Regions from separate parts of the Mus musculus genome. Here region 2 is linked to region 1. The links are chromatin contacts, called in public Hi-C maps. All regions are on one chromosome and are shown on one strand. Each heading gives the region's core, a stretch centred on a gene start, on an enhancer-like site or on the middle of the called end of the contact. The rest is flanking DNA. Distances are from core to core; before and after follow the strand shown. Region 1 holds the start of Ints12 (integrator complex subunit 12). Region 2 holds the start of Selenof (selenoprotein F).

Evidence for each region. Hi-C and Micro-C count contacts between places; a contact is called where the count stands out from the background.
Region 2: a Hi-C map of B cells shows a contact between it and region 1, with 5 read pairs. The contact joins the promoter of Selenof here to the promoter of Ints12 in region 1. A contact is called at or near these places in 1 of 39 promoter capture datasets (cranial neural crest) and 1 of 484 Hi-C or Micro-C datasets (B cells).

Annotation. Positions count from the first base shown.
Region 1 is chr3:133,087,499-133,094,252 of GRCm38.p6, forward strand. It overlaps Ints12 (integrator complex subunit 12), which reads left to right and starts at 4,357. Exons shown (of 7, transcript NM_027927.4): 1 at 4,357-4,478. It overlaps Gstcd (glutathione S-transferase, C-terminal domain containing), which reads right to left and starts at 4,327. Exons shown (of 12, transcript NM_026231.3): 1 at 4,082-4,327.
Region 2 is chr3:144,567,264-144,574,017 of GRCm38.p6, forward strand. Selenof (selenoprotein F) reads left to right here and starts at 3,164. Exons shown (of 5, transcript NM_053102.2): 1 at 3,164-3,536. The coding sequence starts at 3,462. Hs2st1 (heparan sulfate 2-O-sulfotransferase 1) reads right to left here and starts at 2,953. Exons shown (of 7, transcript NM_011828.4): 1 at 2,471-2,953. The coding sequence starts at 2,594.

The sequences.
Region 1 (6,754 bases), core at 3,107-5,606:
AGGATATTAAACAATAAATTACAATTCATGACAGAGCAAAAGTTATGTTATGCAGCAAAATATTGCTGAGTATTTTGTATTATTTTGTTTTACATTAAGAAATATTAGCCAAGCATGGCTCACTTCTTTAATCCCAGCATTCAAGGCAAGAGGAGCTCTGTGAGTTCAAGGCCAGCTTGGTCTACATAGTGAGTTCCAGGACAGTGAAGACTGAAGAAAGAACCTGCTTCAAAAAAACCTAAAGTAGTAACTGAATCTAAAGGGATCTATTCTGAAAACACTCAGAAAATTCTCTAGAATAAATACTATTTGCCCTTATAAAGTGGAGGAAAAGAGAATCAGGAGTTCAAAGTCATGGTAGAATACATAGCCAGTTCGAGACCAGCCTGTGTTAACGAGAACCTGTCTCAAAAACCCATAAATAGAAAATATTAATACTATCAGAATATAGCCTAAATTAAAGCACATTTTATTGTAGTAGGAACAATCTTATCAAAATAAAAATAATCAGAAATTATGTTATTAAAATATTTTCAGTGCCGGGCAGTAGTGGAGCACACCTTTAATCCCAGCACTTGGGAGGCAAAGGCAGGCGGATTTCTGAGTTCGAGGCAAGCCTGATCTAGAGAGTGAGTTCCAGGACAGCCAGGGCTACACAGAGAAACCTTATCTCGAAAAAACAAAAAACAAAACAAAACAAAAAATTTCAGTAAGGATGCCCCCCTCCTAAACCTCCATGTCAAGCATTAGTTATCTGCCAGTTTTTAACACTGGACACAATTCTCTGTCATCGCTTCTTGATTCCATTTACTGCATATTCTTCAGCTCCCTCAATGATTTCTGGCTCAAATCTAGTAACACAGGAGGATCACAAGTTTGAGGCCAGTTTGGACTATGTGGTGAATTCAAAGCAAGCTTGGAGATTTTAAGAAGGGGCTGTTTTAAAATCCAAAAGGCTAAGACATAGCTCAGAGAGTGACTGGCTTTATATATATATATAATATTTCCTGCCAGAAAATTGCAACAGCAAAACCTGATATAATGTCATGAGTACTTACTCTATTGCATGGAATAAATCTGATTATTTATGCTGTTTTTCCCTTTTCTTTTACGTTATGACTGTTGACTGATTTCATGGCCCATTACCAGTACACAAGCCACATCTCAACAGCATTGTTCTATGTGCTCTGCAGTGCCAATGGCTTTAAATATTATCCGACTCCTACATTTATTTCAGGCACATCTTGCCTGAGCTCCAGGCTCGACATTTCAATTGGGTATTTTTCTAAATGTGTTCATTTTTCTTTCCTGGCCCCATTGCTGATGAAATAGCAACACCATTCACCTACCTCCAAGCCTAAAGTCTCACCCAATTCCTTCATCTCTCACACCTGCTATCTCCTTCTTTGAAATAGAACCAAAATCTCATCACTTAGCACCCACACTGCTGCGCTTAGTACTGCTGGACTGGATGTCCCAGGAAGGCTGGTACCTAAGAGGGGGCTCCCTTCTCTGAGAAGGGGAGGGGTGGGGAGGGGAGGGATTTGTAAGGATGAGACTCTGAGGAGTGGGGGCACAATCCTGATGTAAAGTGAATAAATAAATAAATTAATGGAAAAAAAACCAACTTTCCCTCATTTTCTCCCGTATGGAATGAGGGCAGTAATAGCAGCAGCACCTTCCATCCTCTGTGCCATGGTAACTGACAGGGAGCCCTGAGGAAAAATGCTACCTACCTTCTTTATTTTGTTTTGAATAGTGCTACAGCTCAAATGCCAGGCCTCACTCATGCTGGGTAAGTACTCTGTCACTGAGTTAGACCTCACCCCCTACTATTCTTTAAAATGCACAAATTCTTTACCTAAGGACACTATTAAAACGCATAAACTTTAATGGGAAAAATCCAACTCGCGCTTTTTATTTGAAAACTTCTTCCAACAAAATGTGTGGACTATGTTGAACTTAAATGTGCTGCACCACAAACACTGATAAATTTAATACTGAGGTTTTAAACCCAAGGAGTCATAAAATGCTGTTGGGAATTCTTATGCCAATATACATATTAGCAGACTATATTTTATAAAATAAAAAGTTTGACATAGTTAACGAGTATGAACATTTACTGATTTCTCTCAAATATTGAAATCTAAATTTAAAGCTGCTCAATTCTCTGCATCAGACAATCTTCAATATTTTGAATGTACAACTTAGCTCATGGTTTAGACATTAAACAAAGCAGCATTATTTGGTTACAGACCCCACTTTATTACCATACAGATTTTTAAAAGTGCTTCTTCATAAATAAATAATAGTCAGTTACCTCTAGTTAAAAGTCCAAGAAAGAAATACAGCTTTTAGAGTTCATACTATGTAATGTAGGATTATAATTCAGGGGCAGTTAACCCATGATTAAAATTAGCTATTTGGATCCCAGGGCAAGAAATTTTTATTAAGTAAGAAAAGTTTGGAAGTGGAAATGCTTACTGAAATCTTAGTTATAGAAGAATATATAATCTCTCTGGAGATTCAAAGAACTGTCTGTTGTTATTAAGTCATAATACGTGCAGTTAACAGGGAAGGACAGCATAAAATGTAAATGCTGAAAATACCATCAAGCCTGAAAAAAATACTGAGTTACCTCAGCAAGCAATACTTATTTTATGATTACAAAGCTTTTAACTCCTGCCTCCCAAGAAATGTTCATAGAAGAAACCAGTAAGTCACTTTGCATTCAAGGATAAAAACAACACATACCAGGCAACAGTCTAAAATACTGATGGACACCAGGGTAAGTCCCAAATGTTTTTATGGCTACTAAATTACTGCTATTAATAAGGCCAAATGGATTATTGTTTGTGCTTATTTAAAACCATGTGCTGTTGAAACAAAAGCTAGAAAACATAAGAGGTTTAAAACAAAACTCCTTAAGTCCATAACCACAAAGCTTTTAGTTTTGTTTGAAATGGGGAAATACATAGTATTCTTTCCACTCCCCCGGCCCCGGACCTCACTGCATCCCATTTTCCCTTCCTTGAGAGCCCACCCCTTCATGGCCCCTTACTAGTTTAAAGGTGTTTTTCATTAGTACTATAGAACAACGTTCAAACCTCAATCTCCTTTTTGAAGTTAGGCCTCTTTAAAATGATTGAGTCACAATTTCAGCAGCGTCAATGGCAGTGTATGCTCCTCAAAGTGCAGTTTAACACTCATATAGCTTAAAGTTTGATCTACTAAATATGACAGCAAATCAGTTGTATTGTAACAGTTTATTCTCATGGCATTTCAAGACCATATTTACATGTTTAAAGTCACTTCCAGTTCTTGCTTTTTAAATTGTGGGACAGCACGAGGGAAACTTGACAAATGCCACCATCTTTAGCAATAATGTGGTACGAGATACACTCGTTTATTTTTTCTGACCTTAAGGAATTTATGACAAAGGATTTGGTGGTGAGTATGGCGGGGGATGGAGATGGGGTGGTGTAATTCCCCAGTCAAAGTTAGAGAGGTATGTATTAGGGTATTCTTTTTTTTTTTTTTTTCTTTTTTAATTTAAGCCAAAGCAGTTCTCGTGCAAACTCAAGCTTTCTGTTCGTGCTAATAATGGAAGGGCAACGCTGCTTTGGTGGGGATAGCAAATGTCCCCAAATGCAGCAGATCCTAACTGTAAAATAGTACGCATGTACAGCGTCCAATCAGGAAGGGCTGCGACGTAAAACTATGTCTTTGGGGAAAGTTAAGTCGTGCTCCAAGAGGTCTTTTTTCCTGCACTTAACTCAAAACGACCACACAACCCCCTACCAGGCAAAGCTGCCCTGTTGCTCTACCCACGCAGGGAAAAGACTAGAGGGATGGCTCGCAGCCGAGGGGCCCACGCGTCACTCAGCGGAACGGCGCGAAGCCCGTCCATCTGCACCCACAGCAAAAGCCTGCGGTGAATGTGGGGCTGGCAAGACTCTCAAGGGCTGCGAGCCGTCACCGGTCCCACCCTGGCCTCCAAGCCCAGCCCCGCCGACCCCTGAGGGCGAGCGCGGATCTCAGGAGGCGGCGGGGGGACGAGCGGCCCGAGCGCCCTCTTTACCTGGTCGCAGGGGCGCGGCCAGGCAGGGAGGGCGCGGGAGCATGCGGGCGACGACGCGGGCCACCGCGCCTTCCCGCCCAGCTCGAGCCGGGACTCCGAGGCTACTTCTGGAAGCCGCGGCCTGAGGAGGAGCACTCGCCTCCCAGCGAGGCCCTGAGCAGGGGAAAGGGGGCAAAAAGAAGGAAGAGACAACGTGTCTGCGCGTCCCCCGCCCAACGCCATTCATAATCCGGCGGACCGGAAGGAGTGCCCTACGTCACTTCCTGCTGTCTCACTCGGAAACGTTCCCCTTCCGACCTGTTGCGGGAACCTTTGTTTCTCTCTTCTTAAAGCTGGTGAGGGCGGGGACGGATTCGAAGAGAGCTACCGGGAACCGACCGAGTGGCGGGGCGGAGCGGTGAGTGGTGACGAGGGTCCCCGCTTCCTGGCGCCTCGGGGGGAGGCTCGAGACCCCGCGAGGGGCGGCCGGAGCGGAGCTCCGTGGGCTGTCGGTCTCCTCCCTGCTGGAGGGGAGACCTCATAATTTGCGGGGTGGTTGCGTGGCTCCGCCTGAGCGCTCCTCCTAGTCTGGAAGGACTGAGTGAGGAGGGCGCCGAGGACGGTGGCCCGGGGGACCGGGACCGTGGAATTGTCCAAGACCTTTGACCGAGGGTTCCGGAGACCTCTGTACAGCTCCCGTTTTACATCTCTGTTCTGGCCTCCTTGAGAAGGACTTACCCCTATTCGAGGCCGCCCCCAGTGTGTTTTGATTCCATCAAAGAATTGGCATTTCGAAGTGTCTCTTGACTCTCCTTAGCTTCTCTAGCGCTTGGGTTTGTTTTGGAATTGGGGTTTTTACATCCTGAGTTTCCAGACTTCCCCAAAGGCGAAGCACTAAATGGAAAGAAGAAGTTAATTGGAAAGGATTACAGAATCTTGCAGAAACACGAATGGGATGGTCTCGAGTGTTGTAATGAGTATTGCACTCTCTGCAGTTTCCTTTATCTCATGCACTAGCAGGTGATCAACTTAGAAGTTTGTTTGAAACTAGTAGGCAGGGTGAAAGAGATCTGAGAGAAAGCATCTATTTAGGTAGGGGTGCTCAATTTTGTTTGGGGACATCACAGCAGCCTTGAAAAGGACCATTTTGGCAAAAATCCAGTTGATTCAATAAATATTTTTTAAAAACACCTGTGAAATGCTACTTGCCAGGGAAATTCCTGCATTCCCCCTCACATTCCCCCTTCATAAACTTCTGCTCTCATAAAAGCTATACACTAGTGAGATTAATAATTAAAGACAAATGAAAGAGTAGAAAGTGAATGTTGCAGGTCAGAGCACTGTACACATCCCTACCCATAAAATAGACGATTGTCTTGCTTTTTTGTGTTTGAGTTATGTTGAGAGGAAAAGACAGTTGCATTTCATGAATGCCTTTTGCTGAAGTGACTAGAACTGTGTAGAGTAAAAGACAAGAATATTAGACTTCGGTGAGTTAGCTGAATATAATAGTCTGGTCATTGTTTTCAGAGTAACAGAGAAATAAGAGGAAGTGAGAGAAAAACCATACAGAGTCATCTGCCTTGAGATGGTATTTGACAACAAAATGCTCATGACTGCTGAAGAACAAATTGGTAGTGAGACTAAAGCAAGACAGAGCATTGGAACAATAGTGGCAAGAATGAGAAAGCCAGGGAAAGAGAGGTCCAATACCAACTTAAATGTAAAAATACAAAGTATCCCTCTTGTATTCACCTGATCTTAAAATAGGGGAGAGTAGCTAGAGCTAGAAGGGGACTTGGAAAAGGGAAGCTGGACTTAAAACTGACTTGGAGAAATAAAGAGTCAAGAGGCTGCAAGAGGTCCTGTTCAGTAGGAAAATGTAATTGTTCTTTCTGGAAAGATGGGAAGTGAGTTGACCAAACAAGCATGAGAATGCTAAGTGTGAAGCATGCTAGATAGGACTAATAACCTGGAAGAGAATATGGTATTTCTTTCAGTGGCACTTGTTTGGGTGTAGACGGGAGAAGATGCCAAATAGAAGCATGTCTACACAGTAGGTAAACCTTAGAGCAGTGGGATAAGGATGCTTAGAGAACTGGAAGAGAGTCACGGAACGGCTTGTTCTAGAGTGGAAGCCGAACAGGAAGGGAATAGCATACTGCCATAAACAGAGGTAAGCGATGCGGGGAGATTATTGTGTAGGCTGGCAGTTGCAGTGTGTCTTGCATAGCTACAGGTACTTCCTGGTGTGCCCCAACCATCCCTCCCACCAGCGCTAGCTATCACTGCCACATCCTAGGTTATTGATAGTTTTACAGTAATAAGTATTCATTTTCTTCCTTTCTTTGTTTTAAACAGTGCTTAGGTTTTTAAAATAAACTCACACTTAACATATTCTTTCATCTATCTTCCTGTTCTCTATTTACATGTACATTGTTTATGCCACCTACTGCTTCTCTTTGGTTTGAAAAAGAAATAGGAGCAAGAAAGAAGGGGGGGGAGGGAATTAACTAAAAAAAATATTGTCTTATAATACCCCAGATATCTTCTTGAGTTAAAACAGTGGAGAAGGAAAAAAAAAAAGGAAGATATAGTTTGCAAAGAAGGAGGCTGTTGATTGTAGTCATAGAGAATGGTGTAGCAGACTTCACATTTCACTAGCTGAAAATGAAGCTTTCTGTTAATGAACTA
Region 2 (6,754 bases), core at 1,914-4,413, about 11 Mb after region 1:
GTAGAATGCCACTACAAAGTCTCAAACCGCTTGTGTAATTACAGGAGTCCTCAATTAGGAAGCAAACATACCTGCCTTCCAATTCTGACTCCACCAGTTACTTACTGGTGATACAATCCTGGCCTGATCATATAATTTAAGGATTATTCTGTATTTGAAAAATAGTTATCTCTGGAGTTCTTGGAAGATTAGATAAGAATATCACAGACAACAGTTATCCAGTCACGACCTGAGTCTTTTGTCTCTTTCCTGGGGAGTCCGGATAACGGTCAGTGTCTCAGTACTGACTTTTAAGCAATACTGGTTTTATAAGGGGGTGGGAGTGGGAAGGAGGCAAGGTGAAGGACATTTACAATTTCTCTCAAGGATGAAGAAGGAAGAACACTTGAGGCCAGGAGTTCTGGCCCAGCCTGGGAAACACAACATAACACCTGTGTCTTTTAAAAATAAAAATATTTACAAAAAAAAATCTAATCAGAAGATTAATGAGCTGATATAAAGTTATATTATCTGTCATGCCGGCATCTCTGGGTTACTTTGAAAGCTATTTTTTCTCTCTTTTTTTTTTTTCTTTAAGACAGGATAATGCTATGCAGCAGCCCATACTGGTCTTGAACTCACCATCCTGGGGTGTCAGCTTTTAGAGTACTGAACTACAGGCCTGGCCCACCGTGGTCAGCCCTGGCCTATCTCTCAGAATTATTTATTCTGGCGCATAATTGCTGTTTCCCTCATAGATACTCATTTGGACGCACTTATTCCTGACAGGACTTTTTTTTTCCCATTTATGAAAACTATGAGGGTACGCATGGTTCTACCTGTGGTGTTCTATATCCTCAGCTATTCTGGTGGCGTCCACAAACAGCTTCCAAGCGCTGGAGAGGAAACTGTTAGGTCAGGAAGACAATAGGCACATTCAATCAGGTTGAGCCTCTACAGCTAGAGAATTCCAAAAGCCAATTGAAGAAATAGTAAATACAAGTGCTCATTTTAACAACTTTTAATTTATTGTAAGCTGAGTCACTTTCTTTCCTGTAAAACTGGATCATGAATGAGGCCAGACTCTGACTGTAAATGTTGTACAGATGAGCCACGTGAAAGGCAAAAGGAGATACTGTTCAACCTTCAATATTTAAACTGAATAACTTTTAGCACATAAAACCTTTCTAAATCCAGTACATACATTCAGTAGTTCTTCAAATTTCACTCTAGAAAGGAGGACTGGACTGCAAGTACCTTTGGCTTCTCTTTCACACGGAGCTGGACATCAATCAAACGATTCTTGCTTTTATAACACTATTCTTTAAAATGTGTTCAAGGCTTCCTTAAAATCTACCAAAAACTTGGAAATATCTACTATATATAAAATTTAAATTCTTTTCTGGTACTTCTTTTCTTGAAAATTAATCCGCACCCCCAAGCTGCATCTAGCTGTTCCTCAAGGTAACTTTAAATCGTGTTTAAGAAACAGGCAAGGTCAAAGTGTATGCAAAAGCTGTTTCCCATATTCAAATTACATTCTCTGAGCTGATTTTCAAGTGTCACATACATTTTTAAATCAAAACGCGTCAATGATTAAGTCCCTGTCTCCAGAGCACTTCCAAATACCAAAGTTCTCCACTATCCGGAAGCACCCGACTATCCGCGCTTTCGACTGCTGTTGCACAAGTTCGCACTCCAATTTTGTGTTTCAAGCACCCTTTTCCATTCGGGCACTGAGAGAGACGCTTTAAGAGACCCATATGGTTCACTCTCCCCACTCTTTTCCTTTCACAAGGTAAACCCTGCAATTCCAAACCCTCAACGTTCCCCTCTTGTACATGCAATCAGCCTAAACTTACGACCCCACTCTGAAGCCCAAATCAACCAGTTTAGCGTCACTCATAAAGAACTTCAGTCCCCCAGATGTCTCCTTTTCGTGCCATCATCGGCTCCGCTGTCCCACACCGCCAGCCTACCAAAGCTGTCAGTTCTAAGGTCCCTTACTGCCCTAGGCTCAGGCATGCCTGCCACTCACTACGGTGAGCCGCTTTCACTCCCCATCATTCCCGGAGTCTCCTTCCATTTCTACCCATCTCCCCGCGACGAATCTCCCCACGACCACCATCCCCAAAGGATCCTGTGCCCAGGTGCCCCTAATTCAAATTCCAGTCCCCATCTCTGCACATGACTGGGGCTTTGCAGAACGATTTGGAAGAGAAGAGAGAGGGAGCGTTTGTGTCCTCCAGCAGCACCAGCTCCAGGCAGACCTGGGTCCCCTCTCTCAGTGAAGGGCCGACGGGGCAGCCCTCTGGCCAGAGACCTCGCGCGTGCAGCTCATCAGCCCAGCTTCCCTCCCCGGTGGCGGGAGCTCGACGTGCCCGGGTCCCAGCTCTCGAGGTTCTCCGAGGCCCCCTGAGGAAGCCCACTTGCTATAGCCGGCAATGCCCACCCGCCAGCCCGGCCCCGGCGCACCGCTCGGCTGCCTCACCTAGCTTCGCCCGGGACTCCTCCAGCTTCTGGATCTGGTTCTCCAAGAAGAGCATCGCCACCGCGAAGGCCACCACCGCCAGCAGCTGCAACTTGGGCGGCATCATAATCCTGAGGAGCCCCATGAAACCCGCCGCTCGCGATCAAGACATACCGCGGGGGGCGGGGAGCGGGGCCCCGAGGGCGACCGAAGCGCCGGGAGGAGACCCCGACCCGGGAGCTGCGCGGACTGCCGCGCCGCAGCGACCCCCTCCTCCTCTCCGGTCTCCCGCCCGCGGGAGCCAGCGCCGGCCGCCTGGTGCACGCTTCTCCCCGGCCCACTCGACGGCCCTGGCGCCCTCCTGCCGCTGCCGCTGCCGCTGCCCCCTGGCTTCGGGACCCCACGGCCGCACGCCCTCTTCCCTCGCTTCCTCCCTTCCCTCCCTCGGTCGCTCGCGGCCGCGCGCTCCTCCGGTGGCGATGCGGCTGCGGCTGCGCCGCCCTCGGCCCGCCCCCTCCCCTCCCCCTCGGCCACCACGCGCACGCCTTGACGCACGCTGCCCGGCAACCAGAGGCTCCACCCCCATCCTCCGGTACAGTGGTGTTCATTGGTCCGAAGAGAGGCCGCTTCTCGCCCTTTCGGTTCGATTTACGGTTGGGTTCCTTGTCACGGGACTCAAGCAAGGCGTTGTCCGATTGGGTAAACTTGGAGGAGGCGGGGCTACTGATGGCCGAGCTGGGGCTTCGTGGATAGCCGATTGAATGTCGTGAATAAGAAGCCCCGGTGTGGGGAGTTTAGGAAAATGCCTAATTTGAATCTCTAAAAGAACCTGAGGACTGTTTAACAATCGATCACTTACAGGCTCCCATGGTCGCCTAACTAACACTCGTCTTTGTGGGATAATAGGCTTGTAGCAGTGGCCTTTCGCGGCGGGTTTCGCGTCAGGCAGTGCAGTGGACGTCCCCGGCACAGGGGTCCTCAGACCCCTGAAGATTGACGGCAGACCGCAGGGATGGCGGCAGGGCAGGGTGGGTGGCTGCGGCCCGCTCTGGGGCTGCGCTTGCTGCTGGCGACTGCGTTTCAAGCGGTGAGTGTGGACCGCCTCTGGGGCTGCCTCAAGGCTGGTCGGAGAGCGCGGATGTGGAAGGGCAAACCCGGGGCCACGCTTGGGAGCCGCCCGTGGAACGGGCTGCCTTAGCGGCCGCTTCCATCCGGAATGAAACGTGGCAGAATTCCAGCCGGAGCTCTAGAGACGATGGTTTCCTCGCTTCAGGCAGCTAGGATCGGTTTTTCAGAGCACAGAGGGTACATAGTCAGTAATGCTTAGAAAGGAGGGACGTTTCTTTGAGTGAGACACAAGTGAATGAAACTACCGCTGCTTACAAACTCCCAAACCTTAAAGGGTTTTGGTCCAGACAAGCGGTTTTCCTCGTTAACCAGACGACACGGGTTCTAAATCTCTGAAAGGAGTTAACCTGGTTTTGACTTACTTAGCTACTCATGAAGCAACTGTATTTTTGGTAAATTCCTCTATGGGAGTTTTCCACCCATATTTACATGTCTTTGTACTTAGGATACTTAAGTGATTTGTCCAAGATTTTGGAAAGTTAAAATTATACCGTAGGTCTCTAAATACTCTGTTCTTCATAGGTCTTATAGTTCACAAACGTTGTCTCTGCTTTTCTTACTTTGTCCAAAGAGTGGATTCTTAGCGTCTTACATTGCAATACAATGTTGTTTTGAAACATCTGGTACTTCAGAAAACACTTAGGGAACATCCCTTTAAACTTTTATACTGGAAACATAAGTAAATTGTTGGCTTTTCCCTCCCATTGTAGTCGTTTGAATGTGTTACCACTACCAAAAGTAACAAAGGAGTAATGTTTTCAAACTATCTTCAAAATCTCAGTAGGCTATGGCTTTGTAAATACCTGCCCCCACCCCCTTGCCAATCAATGTTTTTAAACAATTTAACCATCCTTTATGTTAGTGAAGCAGTTCCCTCATGGATGCACTGTTTGAGCTAGTTGGTGAATTTAACTAAAAACCCAAAGCTACTGTAGTTCTAGTCAGTGCCATTAACAGGGACCGCTCAGTTCTGCTGCTAACTCATCTCCCAGTAAATGACTGACTTCTTTTTCACAGCCGTCTCAGGACAATACTCCAAAAGAGCAGAAGCCTCTTAAGACCTTGCCATGGAGATCACAGATTCCCTCCTGGGAGACAAGGCTAAAAACAGAAAGCCAGATCCTCCCACTGTGTAAATAGATCCAAACTCCATCACATTAGACTTGTCAGAGTAAGTCCCCAGACCACGCCACAGGTGAACAACTCTTCCCAACTCCACAGCCGAATGGGAAGAGTGACAGAATTGCATTGCAAAGAAATGTCAGTACATGCTAGGACTAGAGTAGGAAGAACTTATGGCTACCTGTATGCCATGGTGGTTGTCCACCCAATCTTAACTTCAAACTCAGATGTCTTGTTGACTCCTTCCTATGTACTGCATATACTGGCAATTACCTAGCCTTTCTTATTCTTACTTCCAAAATATACCTGAAAACCAGTTCAATACTATGAGACCTTTCTTCTTGAAAATAACAGCCCACTGGCTTTTCTTCGAATTGCCTCTTTCTGCATTGAGACTCTTACGTAAAAATTGCCTTTATCAACTTCCTTATTGCCCAAGCTAGACATGTGTTCTATGCACATTTGGGTTGAGTTTGGTTATTCAGGCCAGTATATTGGCTTGCCTATGATCCATTAACTGGCTTCCACATCTAATTCTTTCTCATTCTGCCCTTACCATCTAGAGCAACATCTCTGAAATCTAAAGCTGTTGTGCTTAAACACTCCCACTTGCTTTTAAGGTAGAGTTTGTCTTTAAAGTTGTCTACCAGGCTTATTTCCCGGTGTTTGCTTGTTCTACTGAGAGAACAAACAGGCTGGGTTGTGCAGGAGACACTTGCTCTAGTGAATTTCACTTACTTCGTTCTCTCAGAAGCTGTCTCTCCTACACCCATAAAAATGATTGTCGTCTAGTTACCATCTGAACCTCCTTCCATCATGTGGGTTCTAAGGATCAAACTCAGGTCCTTGGCTTGGCGACAAGCATCTTTACCCCCTGAGACATCTTGCCACCCCTCAGCCTTCAGTTTTCAGCTAAGAATTTATCTCCTCCAGGAAATCAGCATCAGTGGTGGTCAGTACCTGATCTCTCAGGTACCTTTCAATTGTCTATTGTTTCTTGAGACTTCCTTTTCCCAGTGTGCTGACTGGATCTCACCTTAGAGAAGTGCCTGCTTCTGGTTACCTTTTGTCTGTACTGACGTACATGGAGGGGAAGACAGTACCTTGTCATGTAAGTGGAATGTTTCCTGAGTGAACTGGGGCATCTACAAGCAAAGGTCGGATATCCTGGACAGATGGAGCCTACTTGTAAGTCATTATTGACCCTCAAGTCCAGTTAACTTCTACGGGTCTGTTACAAGTGGTCCCAACTGGAAGCATCATTGACAGTTGATGGTACTGAAGTGTTGAAATCCAGATGTTAGGTTCAACCTTAGTTGACACTCAGAAAACTTTCCTGGTAATTATTTGATTCTTGATACAAAGTTCTAGAATGAAACCTTTTTAGGGCAGGTGTCAACTTCATTCTGTTCTTTGTGAATGAGGACCACAAATAAGTACATACTATCTTAGAAAAATAAAATACAAATAAGACCATAGGTCATTAGTCAGAACTATATTATTTCATTTAAGTATTCTCCAAAACAGCTTCTATAATCTCTCTCTTTCTCTCTCTCCATGACACTGTGCTGTTTAGTTTTAAGTTTTAAAAAGAACATTAGGTAAATGTTTTCAAATTTTAACTTTTAATAACTATCATCTAAATCAAATTGATTTACCCCGATTCTTAATTTTCCATTTTTCTCTGTGATTACCCAGAATACAATGCTTAACTTCATCTACTTCCCAGACTTAAAAAGTGAGAGCCAGGCGTGGTGATGCCTCTTGAAATCCGAGCTGCTGTTTGTAATCACGGCATTCAGGGGGCTGAAATGGGAGGATCAGACATTTGAGACTAACCTGGGCTACATGTAGCAAGTTACAATCCAGCCCAGGCTATATAACAAGACTGTCGCAAAAGATGGACCAAAAGGCAGAACTTACCAAGTCTTAACTTCTCCCTTTCATATTCTCTCATGCTAGTTATAACCCCATGCTTCACCTATCCTGTGGTCTTAGCCAGATCACAGTCCTGCAGCCTCCATTTCTCCTGCCGATCAGGGTGCAGCCAAAGGG